Linked DNA regions of Lactuca sativa: region 2 is linked to region 1. A link is a contact called in public Hi-C data. All regions are on one chromosome and are shown on one strand. The core of a region is the stretch at or near the end of the contact, and the rest is flanking DNA. Distances in the headings are between cores, read along the strand shown. Region 1 holds the start of LOC111893775. Region 2 holds the start of LOC111918757 (transcription factor LHW).

Region 1 (5,826 bases), core at 1,555-4,054:
AAAGCTATCGAAGATATACAACACATGTTAAATATTAATATCAAACAACAAATTAAAGCAATTGACATATCTAGTGAAGATCAATTATGCGCCAAATCATTTTTTTAAGATGACGAAAGCTGAAAAGATTTGAAACATGGAAATGATTGTGGATGACTCAATATCATGATTAGGCTAATTTAATTTATGTTTTCTTTAATTGTTATGAATATTGAATTTGACTCTTTGTACATCCTATATTGGACATAGTTATGTTTTTTAGTCGTTACGAATATTGAATTTGGCTTTTTGCACATTGACATAGTTTTTAAAACTACTCTAAATAGCTTTTCAAAATAAGCTACTTTTTGGCTTATCAAACACAACATAAAAAAGTTCGAAAAATAAGCTAGCTTATCAGTTAAGCTAGTTGTGGCGCGCCAAACACAGCCAACCTCTTTGGTCAATTTTTGCTAATGTGGCGATTGACTTGGTCAAAATCTATAAAAAGCAAAGGCTAACCAAGAACAAGATGAAGATGAAATGGTGGGATGCAATTTTTTTTTTCTTTTTGCTGTTAAGTTCCCATGATTGTCATCATCTTTGAAATCAAAACTTATTTTGATCGAGTACAAAAAATCAAGCATAAACATTCACTAAAATATGGATCTATATCCAAATTAAATATTAAAATCGTGGTATAATTTAGTAGCACACACTTACTCAAAAAGACTACAGGGTTGTTTCTATTTGAGGACAGAATGACCTAATGTATTAAAAAATTTAAGCGCCTTTTTCTTCTCAACTTCTTTGAAGTTACAATTGATGAACACTGTGAAAACTGTTTGTCGGAATATAAAGGTTAAAAAGGTCATTTAGTCTCGTATAGACGGTTTATTCAATCTAGAAAAAAAAACAAAAATATTTCAATCTAAAAAAAACAATCTTCTAAGAGGAAAATGGAGTTAAAGGTCTTTCATCCCTGAAACTAAATCTTTGGACTATAATGAATGTAACATTTGATAAAAGCTTGCAATCAAAATTCATCAAGTCAATTGTAAAACAAATGGGTTAATGTTTGAAATGTTACGTGTGCAATTGAAAACAAAGAGGTGTAGCCATTTTTAGAAAGGAGGAAAAAAAATTCACTCTTCAGCATTGATTCCAAATATGCGAACCTTGTGCATGTGTGGAAATTTGGCAAGAACTAACACGAAAACTGCAAGGGTGTTTAAGAGCAGCATTGGGTTCTGGTAGTCTGTTGTGTGAGATGCTATCAAGTACCTGCATGCACATATAATCACCATATACCCCCAATCAAACTAGTGGAAGAAGATTAACATGAAGAAAAAGGAACCTAATAAAAACACAGATTGAAAGGTTAAGAAAATAAAGAAAACTTACAGGACCAAAGGGACAAGAGTAAGAAATTTCCTGTTGCGTGTGAGCTGTTTGCCACTATCAATCTGCTCCCACCATGTCAGCCTGTTGTAGATGCCCTGGTCATCAGCAAAAGGTGTTCCCTTTTTCCAGTGGAAGAAATGGTATGTCATCTGATTGATAAAACACACAAATTAGCAATCATAATATCAGTCCACTCACAAGCATGCATAGGTCAGAAACTTTTTAAAACTACTCTATAGTCTCTCAATAAGTAGTGTGCAAATTATGACAGAAATGCATTAGAAGCTCAATGTTGAAAGCTTGTGGCTGATAACTCCATCAAGAGTATCACAGGCACAAATGGATAACTAAGGAATTTCAACAACATCAAGAACACTGTGTAAGGGTTCATACATTGATACCGGTTTAAAGTCTTTGCTAAGCTTTTGAATTAAGTTACTCTGCCTGACCAGAATACAGGCTGACACATCAACTTGGAAATTCATCTCCACAGTCCATACACAGCATAGATACACAAGTTATTGATGATGTTGATATCATATAGATGTATAAAGATGCTTATACATAAGGAAAAGTTATAACCGATTATAATGTGCATAGTAGTAGGTGTACAATGTCTATCTTTCTCCACAACACACACCTATATATTCTCCACAAGATCATATATCCACCATGAGTTGCAAAGTATGTCAGAAAGAGTTCGAAACACAGGACTAGGACATAGATACTAGCTTAAGAACATCTTGAGGTGAAGTCCAAACCCTAACTAGAAGTCATTGATCATTTGAATTTTGAAGTACCAATACACGAGCTAAAAAACTCGAGAACATGCTCGCTACTATTGCTACTATTAGAAGCACAATATAAGCTCTATTACACCTAAATCCATCTATATATCAACATCAATTGATAAAAACAATCAAAACATTGATAAATCGGATCAGGCAAGCTGAACAGAGGATTCGGACTCTAAACCCTAAATCATGAGCTCATCGACACAAAGCAAATTGGCTCTAACACGATCGTAATCAGGTAATCACGGATGTAAAAGAAGAGAAACAGAAAGAGGTACCACAGCGTGAGAGAGATTGACGATGGTCCAAGCCATGCCAGGAGAACAACCGAAAACGGAGAGAACGGCTAGCCAAGCAAAGAAGAGGATGAGTATGTAGGTGATCCAGACGCCGGGGTACGTGAACCACTCCGTATTCCTGTTGAGATCCGTCGGCGGCGCCGCTTGTACATACAAATTCGCCATCTATAGGGAATTAGGTCAAGTTTTGATACAAAGAATGGTGAAATCGTTGTGACTTGTGGATGCTCCATCGTATGTGTAGTTGTTGACGGTCTGCTCTGCGTGTTGAGGGTGATGGGATGATTGTTCGTTGACGATGCAGATTATTGACAGCATAAATCTAGTAAAACAAAAGGTAACAATTTATTCGGTGCTTTCAAACATGGAGAATGCGCAAGTAAATCTAACATAAATCGATTTCAATTAACAAAATTTACTACCATGACAAAAGCATTTAATAGAAATTACCTATTTCAGAAATAATAATATTTATGTCCAGAATTAAAATATTTTCTTATTAGGTGTGAGATCCATGTATTACATAGGTTTATTTAAAAAAAAAATAAATTTAAAATTTTAACAATTTGAAAATTTTGAATTTATAAGAAAAGTGAAAAAATTTTGAATTATTAAAATTAATGAGGCTTTAATGTATTGAATACATTACATATATAAACTCTTTCTAATAAATATCTTACATATATATAACCTTATATATTAAATGTGAAACTTTAATTTAATAAAATGAAAAATACAATAAAATGACAAGTGGAAAATAGAAAATTTAAAAATTCCAGAAAATGACATGTGTCTAAATGAATGAGAAGAGGACATGTAGCAAAAAACCTTTATTTATTATAGTAGATATATTTGGGACTTAAATTTCGGATTCTCCGTTATGGTCCAGAAAAAAAAATAACTATTTCGAAAGTTCAAGAAAAAAATTCAAAATCCAATAAATAATTTTTAATTTATGAGTAACGGTTTTTACTAATATATATACATAAAACAAATGATAATTAGATAGGATAATATGTTTAGAATAAATATATTCGGTAAATATGATGCTTGATGACAGTGTGAAATATGTGATGGATTTCAATAATAATAAAAATAATTTCTATGAAATATTTCATTTGTACTGATTGTACTTAAACACATTGCGTCTATTGTACTTATCATTTGTTATATTTCAATAAGTTTTTGATGGATTTCAATAATAAAAAAATAATGAATCATTTCTTTGAAATTCTGGAAAAAAAAAATTGATTTTAGACTTATTCTTGAAATTTAGGAAAAATATATATTTATTCGTAATCTGAAATCCGAAATTCTAGTCCGAAATGTTTTTTTTTCTAGAATGTCCAAAATGATTCAATATGGAAAAAGATGTCATTTTTCAAAAACGTAAAAACTTGATCATTTCTATGAAATATTTCATTTGTACTGATTGTAATTAATCCTTGTAAAATTATCGCTTTATATATTGTTCAAGAATTACTGAAAATTACATGTTGTGTCTCTTTTTTTTGCATTTGGACCATTCTCGTGGTGTCTTTTTTTTCATATTTGGTCTCAAGTCAACTTAAAAAGACTATGATCCTTCCTGATTATTTTTCTGTAGTTTTTAAATGGTTATTAATTTATTTATTTTATTGTTACAAAATTAACAAAGGTTGAACCCATTTAAAACTTATGTACAACCATACACCTATATTCACAATAACATGTTCAGAATGTGCACCATGACCATTCTCTGGTTCCTCTTTCTCTCGCAAATTTACTCTGCCTCTCTCTTTCTTCTTCTTCGGTCACCACATTAGGCAAACACCACCACCACCAAATCAAAATTAAACATAAAACAAAAATAAAACTTGGAACTTAAAAAAAATGATGAACCACAAAAACCAAACCAAATGCAAACTTCCCATTTCAAAAAAGTTAACCTCCCTCTATATGGAATGGAATTCATGTTGATAGATTTGTTAGATAGAACAAAAAAACAAGATTCCACCAAAAGAAGAAGACATCCTGAAACTGGACTCCATCGTGTCTATTTCAACTATGCATAAAATGTTTGTGTTTTGAGTTATTAAAATCTGCACCTCTTAAAATGCAAGACTCAACCAATTCGCTTGCTTTATAGTAGATAATAAAAAAAAACTACATATCACTACCATTGAAGCATCTAATTAACAGATCATTTCATGTTTCAAAGTAAATATATATGACAATGGCATCACCATTAATAAGAAACAATCCAGGAACTCGATAAAAAAGGCTTCAATTAGCAACAAGAAATTGCAAACAACTCAACAAGTAAATCTTTCTGTAACCTTTTCAACATATCGATATAAACTTACAACCACAATAGCAACCAGTTTCAGTTTGTGATCACAAGCTCACAGTAGTTTTACTTTTACCAAGTCTATCCAACCCCTCCACCAATCTTCTTTTTGCAGATTTAGTCCTATAACACCAAATCTCAAAAGCTTCACTCAAATCAGGATACCTCACTTGCTCTTGCTCCCCACTCATCCAGTCTGCTAAAATATCAGCCTGATCATTCGATGGAAGTGCTGATAACAATGCCACAATTGCCCCTTCAATGCTTTGACACAAATCATCATCCATCTTGTAAGGAAATCCACTCTCATTATCCCCAATAGAATCAAGAACTGGTTTCATCTTTCTGATATAAGGAAGCCATGTTTTCACTAACTCCACTCTACGTACAGCTGGCATGATCACATTCCCATATCCAACCGCATCTAAAACCTTCCCTGTTAACTCTATAATCTTCAATTTCAAATCCCACATTCCATTTTTCAATATCTTGTCCTCCATAACCCCAATCACTCTATCTGAAAGGTCAATCCATTGGTCAACAAACTCTTTCATGAGGTCCATTTTGGAAAGAATGTTGCAAATCCATCCAAGATCTGAAAGTGACTGCATTACTTTCTTCTCTGTAACTTCATATTCGGTCTCTGAAAGTAAACAAGACAACTCTTTTTCAAATGAAGAAGAAATGTTCATGAGTCCTTTCGTTGACTCTGATTTGACTTCTTCATCTGCTATGACTAAAGGGATCTCTTCATCATCATCGCCTAACATGTACTCCAATTGTTCTTGAGCTGAAGTTTTCAACTCATCGCCAAATGGAGCGGATGGAGAAACAATTGAGGTGGCAAATCGGATAGCAGAAAGGAAAACGTTTTTTGTAGAGGAAAAGTCAACAGGGTCAACTCTAGCTAATACGGGCATTGCTAATGGACCCAGTTTAGGAACTACTTTCAAGATTAATTCTTCTTCTTTATCTTCCCATGGGACAGCTTCTAAATACTGAACACAGCTTTCAATGATTT
Region 2 (5,881 bases), core at 556-3,055, 290 kb after region 1:
CGTCTCGAAAACGACCTAGGCGGCTGTGTAAAGCTTGACACCCAAATAATGTGGCAAGGCACGAAAGGGCGTGCTTTTTTAGTGTAACAAGTTTTTTTTACCTCCTATGGAGTCGAGGTTCCGACATGCTTTGCGAGTAGCTCAGAGTCATCGCAGGTGAACCTCCGTAGCCATAAATAGTCTTTTTCCTCTTTGGATTTGATCTAAACATATAACATGTTTTTGTAATGTTCACCGAGTTCTTGAAAGATGACATTTTTGTAAATTTTTAGCTTGATTGTAAATCGGTGACTATATGTTAGAATAAATGTATATTGACATGTGAAGATATCAGGTTTTTGCTAATATATGACTTGTTTATATAATTGGATGATAGTATATATGTATACTAGACGTATGGCGGCGTAAATCGGCGATGATAAATAGTATGTCTCTCATGTTCGCTTATAATTATTTTGAAAAAGTCAAGGCATTGTCATGTTCCGCAAGGCTTTAGGTTTGGCTATGCCGCCAAGCCTTATACTATTTACAACCATGTAAATAAGATGTCTTTCATGTTGGCTTATTTGGAACCAATCATTCTTCATTACCAAAGTTATAAGAAAAAATTATATTAACGTAACAGATAAACGAGCAACAAACTGTGTCACAACCATGTTGGCTTATAATTATTTTTATTCAAAAAATTTAAGTTTGTCAACATGAAATGATATTTTAATTATTTATCGAATAACATGTCTCTAATATATCAAATGAAATGTTACATTACGACTATGATGGGTTTTTATTTCAAGATATTGCATAAAAAATCACAATATTAATTATTTTAATTATTGAAGTTAATGTTACTTATGAATTAATGATCAAAATATCATTTTTATTGATGTTAATTGTTTTTAATGCAATACGAGATTCTATTGTTTACATGTTATTACTACTTGATATTTTTTTAACTAGTTTTTTTCTTACTAATTTATATTTTGTAATTCCGTAAACAAAATGGAAGTAATTCTTACTTAACTGAGAAAATATTATGTTTCTTGGTTAGCAATGATTGGCATAAAATGCCCAGAATTTCTATATATATGTATTAAAATTAGATTGCAATCAAGTAGGATCCTATGAACATAAGAATCTAAATGGCATAAAATTCCAAAACAATGCAACATATTTTACTTATTTTTCATTTAACACATGTAACTACACAATAACACATACTTAATAATGATGTGTAAATTCTAACAACAAATAATATTTTCTTAATCTACTATAACTCATTAGTTTACATGTATGAAATCGCCTCAAATAATATTATACATTGCTAAGGCAATATAAGTTGTATATATACACAATTTCCTATTTATTATAATGGGCAAAAAGAAAGTATATGAAATATATAGGATTTTTTGTAATAAATAAAATATGAAATGAAAATTATGCACTGACACTATGGATGTTGAGACAAAAGATATTACATATACAAAGTTGTCAAATGCTACAACAAAAAATAAAGATCTTTTACCTAAAAAAGGTATTCTTGGAAAGCTTAATGAGACAATATGTATAAACCGTATAACAAAAAAGCCGATATTGAAACATAGTCCAGGGGTCGTTTGTGTAATAAACACATAAATGGGGGAGAGAGAAACCAAGAAAGATCTTTGTAATCCTTTGAGCTCGGAGTTTTTCTTTTGGTCTTTTCTTTCTCAAAGACAAAACCCCACCTTGCCCCCACCTACCCCTACCCCCCACCCCCACCCCCACCTAAAAAAAATTGCATCTTCCTGACTCATACCAGAGATCCCTTTAATAGCTAGTGTTTTAGCTTTGTTTTCTCACAGAATAACAGCTTTTTCTTCGGACATTTGAAGCCCTTTGTTTTTTCTTTATCTTATTTTAATCTTGTTGAATGTAAGCTTCAAACACCCATAAACTGTTTTCGACAGTGTAACTGCATCAGAAACCCTTCATCTCATCTCTTTCATTTTCGGAAAAACACAATCTCAGCTTTACCTTTTTCCTGAAACCTCATCTTCCCACACACACACACACAGACGTAAGCTTAGTAAAACACACCTGCTGCCTGCTGTGCTTTTCTTGTTTTTTGAAACTTTAAAATACTCGGAAATTGCTTTTCCAAAGCACTTATTTCAAGTGCGGTTTCTTTTCTCTGGCCTTTGCAATCTTTGTCTCGTGGAAGAAGAACAACGCCTCGCTTTTCTTCGTTTTCTTGCAGAATTTGCCCCCAGAGCTTAATCTACCTCTCTAATAAGTCGTCTTCGAAAGAGAAAAAAAAAAGATTTATCAGTTTCCTTTTGATTGATTTTTGATCTTCTGTACAAATGGGTACAACACAGAAAGATTCAACTGTTCAAAATGTGCTCAAGAATCTCTGTCGCTCTTATGGATGGTCTTATGGCGTTTTCTGGAAATTTGACCAGCCAAATTCTCTGTATGGCTCCCTACTTCTATAGTTCTGTATCTGTATCTGTATCACACACACATATATATAGATACAGAGATGTATATATATATATATATATATATATATATATATATATATATATATATATATATATATATATATATATATATATATATATATATATACTATTTTCGGGTCTAAATCGTGTTTATGTTCTAATCTTCTTGTTAATCTTGTGTATAATTTTTTTTTTGGGTTGGTTGACCATTTTCTCAAAGATCACATCTTCATCTTTTTTTTTTTTTCTACATATCATTTGTGTCTTTATCAGTATTACTGTTATCTAAAATGCATTTTCATTTTTATTCTAATCGGAGGAAGAATTTTGTCTAAAAAAGGATCATTTGTTGATTTCAGTTTTTATGGTATTAAGAAAATGACAAGTTTTAGGGTGAGATCTTGTCAGCATCATCACATATTGCGGATGAATTTAGTAAATCCATACATTAATTCCACCTTAAGAATATTCCCCAACTTAAATGTTCATTATTTCAAATCTTCTAAACCGATTCGCTTTATAAATTAGTGTATCTTTTGTTTGATCTACTTCTGTGTTTTATCAAGTCTTTTTTCTTTATATTTATCCTTAAAATATATTGTTTTTTTTTTTTTCCAGATTGTTGACTATGCAAGATGTTTTTTTTGAGGAAGAAATCAGAGGTCTGATCCATGATTTGCATCTGCAAACGCCCATGCTTGGAGGAGGGTGCGTTTAATTTTCCCTAATCTTTATGTAAAACATCAATTAATTTGGTTTAAACTGAAATTTTTCTAAAAATAACCAATCTTTTAACGTGATTAATCATTAATACTTTCTTGAATCTTTTTTAGATTAATTGGACAAGCTGCTTTTACTAAAAAGCACCTTTGGATGTCCTCAGAAGATAATTACACTGGACAAAATTCCTCGGGTTCGATCTGGGATATGTTTCGGGTACGGATTAATTCATCCTTTTTTTATGTTAATCGACGATGAGTTCTTGTTAATCGTTTTTTATTTAATTTAATTTTCCAGGACGATTCAAAATTTTGTCTTCAATTTTCGTCTGGTATAAAGGTACTTATTTTGGTTTAACTTGAGTTTGTTAATGGTACCACTTTGGTTGTACCTGTTGTCCCTGTTCATGAGACAACGATTTTGGTCCAAAAACATGTACGAATCATAAGTTTCATCTTTTTGTAACTTTACTCTTGCAGACAATTGCAGCAATCCCTGTGGAACCACAAGGAGTTGTACAATTTGGGTCATCTGAGAAGGTTAGTATTAATTCTTTTTGTTTGTCTTTTTATAATTTCCATGTACATCTCTAGATCTAATGTGTTGTTGTTTTTGATGCTCAGATTCTTGAAACTACAGACTTTATAAATCAAACCAAAAGAATGTTCAATGAAATCGTAAACGCCGAAGGACCTGCAACTGCAATTTCATCGTCTTCCCCAAATGGATTGTTCGCCTCTTTGATTTCATCTCAAGATTCTAATTTCGGAGATGGCGCTTCTTTAGCTTTTCCCCAAATCGATAATAACCAATCCATTACAAATTTACATCAGGATTTGTTCGACTTACCTATACCTATGGATTTTGGAATGATCCCAGATGATTTCTTCCAAACAGATCTGAGTAATTCCCAATTTTACCCTCAGTCCCCTGGTCAAAGCAATGTTACATTCGGCAGCTTAATGTCAAACGACCACTTGTTATCTCAATCCATGGGGTTTCTTCCGATCAATTCTGAAGAAAAAGGCAAATCTTTGACTATTTCCGGAATAGATGTTGACCTTTTTGGAAGTACAGGAGATCTGGGAGACATTGTAACACCTCTCATAAACGAAAACTATTCTTACAATGGATGTGCATCCATGTCGAAGCCAACCCAACATGTAAATGACGCTACTACCCTTACTCCAAAGAAAGGGTTGTTCTCGAATCTTGGGATCAAAGAGCTTTTCGAGGGTATTTCTGGAACTTCCAACACCCCATCAACCTCATGCATTGAGGATCAAGTGTCGTCTAAAAGAAGGAAAACAGGAAATTCCATATGGGAAATGAGTAATTCATGTTCATTACAACCTGTTGTATATAACAAGAGTCTTAAAATCGAGCCAGGTGGATCATGGGTAGGTGATGGGTATAGCATGGATGGGTCAAGCACAATCTTGCAAGCTAAAAAACAAACCGAATCTTCAAAGCCCATTAAGAAAAAAGCTAAACCCGGGACCCGACCCAGGCCCAAAGATCGACAGATGATTTTGGATCGTATGGCTGAATTAAGAGAATTGATCCCTAATGGCGAAAAGGTATATAAAAAAAAATAGTAATACTTTATAAAGATCATAAAAGATTAATTACAAGTTTATGTAATTGGTTTCTTGATTCTACAGATGAGCATCGACTGTTTGTTGGATCGAACAATCAAACACATGCTTTTCTTGCAAAGTGTAACAAAACACGCAGACAGAATCAAACAGGCTGATGAACCAAAGGTGATCAAAAGTCGTTCATCTTTATGACAAATTTTCAAAATGTAGGGTTTTGAAATAACTTCAAAAATACTGATTTTTCTATTTTTCTCAGCATAACGGTGTTATTCAGAATAATTATTCCAATGATCCAAACAACAATGGTGTGACATGGGCATGTGAATTGGGAAACCAAACGATGATTTGTCCACTAATAGTGGAGGACCTTAGTACCCTTGGACAAATGCTCATAGAGGTATTAAAAAAGTAACAACAATTGTATCTGCTTTTATATGTAGTATTTTTACTTTTTAGTTAATGAAATATATTTCATGACGTAGATGCTATGTGAAGAACACGGGTTCTTTCTTGAGATTGTGGACATAATCCGAGGTTTTGGGTTGACCATTTTGAAGGGAGTCATGGAAGTTCGAGAGGAAAAGATATGGGCACGTTTTATAGTTGAAGCTGAGGTAAAAACAAACTTTACAAAATGGTGAAAAAACAAGAATTAATAATAAAGTTTGTATCTTTTTTAATTGATTTGATTTGGTTTTACAGGCGAAAAGGCATGTAACAAGGCATGAGATATTTGCAGCACTAGTTCAACTTCTACAAACAATGGGGTCGAATGCATTAGATACTCATCTTGATAAAAAGATTATGCAAACCGGGAATTCTCTACTCAACAATTTCCAACATTCTGCAGGAGTACTTCAACTTCCTGTAAGCTTAGCAGACAATGGATATGGCATGAACTTATAACCTTGTTTATAGAGAATACCATGAGCATTCATCAAGTATTGGTTATTTATGTGATTGCTATGATTGGTATTCTGGGAAGAAAGAAAAGGTGATTAGTTTTTTTTTTTTTCAAAAGGAGTGGCGGATTTTGCCCCAAATTGGAAAATCAAGATGTGGATGGATGTGTAAAAC

What was found. Hi-C and Micro-C count contacts between places; a contact is called where the count stands out from the background.
Region 2: a Hi-C map of leaf shows a contact between it and region 1, with 2.8 times the contacts expected there. The contact joins the promoter of LOC111918757 here to the promoter of LOC111893775 in region 1. A contact is called at or near these places in 4 of 4 Hi-C or Micro-C datasets (bud, leaf and seed).

What each region holds. Positions count from the first base shown.
Region 1 is chr3:18,469,672-18,475,497 of Lsat_Salinas_v11, forward strand. It overlaps LOC111893775, which reads right to left and starts at 2,805. Exons shown (of 3, transcript XM_023889856.3): 1 at 2,456-2,805; 2 at 1,384-1,532; 3 at 954-1,263. The coding sequence starts at 2,641. The coding sequence ends at 1,125. LOC111893757 (BTB/POZ domain-containing protein At3g05675) reads right to left here. Exons shown (of 2, transcript XM_023889839.3): 2 at 4,704-5,826. The coding sequence ends at 4,853.
Region 2 is chr3:18,762,679-18,768,559 of Lsat_Salinas_v11, forward strand. It overlaps LOC111918757 (transcription factor LHW), which reads left to right and starts at 1,806. Exons shown (of 10, transcript XM_023914381.3): 1 at 1,806-2,452; 2 at 3,102-3,191; 3 at 3,317-3,419; 4 at 3,501-3,542; 5 at 3,683-3,742; 6 at 3,827-4,783; 7 at 4,868-4,969; 8 at 5,061-5,201; 9 at 5,287-5,418; 10 at 5,507-5,881. The coding sequence starts at 2,343. The coding sequence ends at 5,710.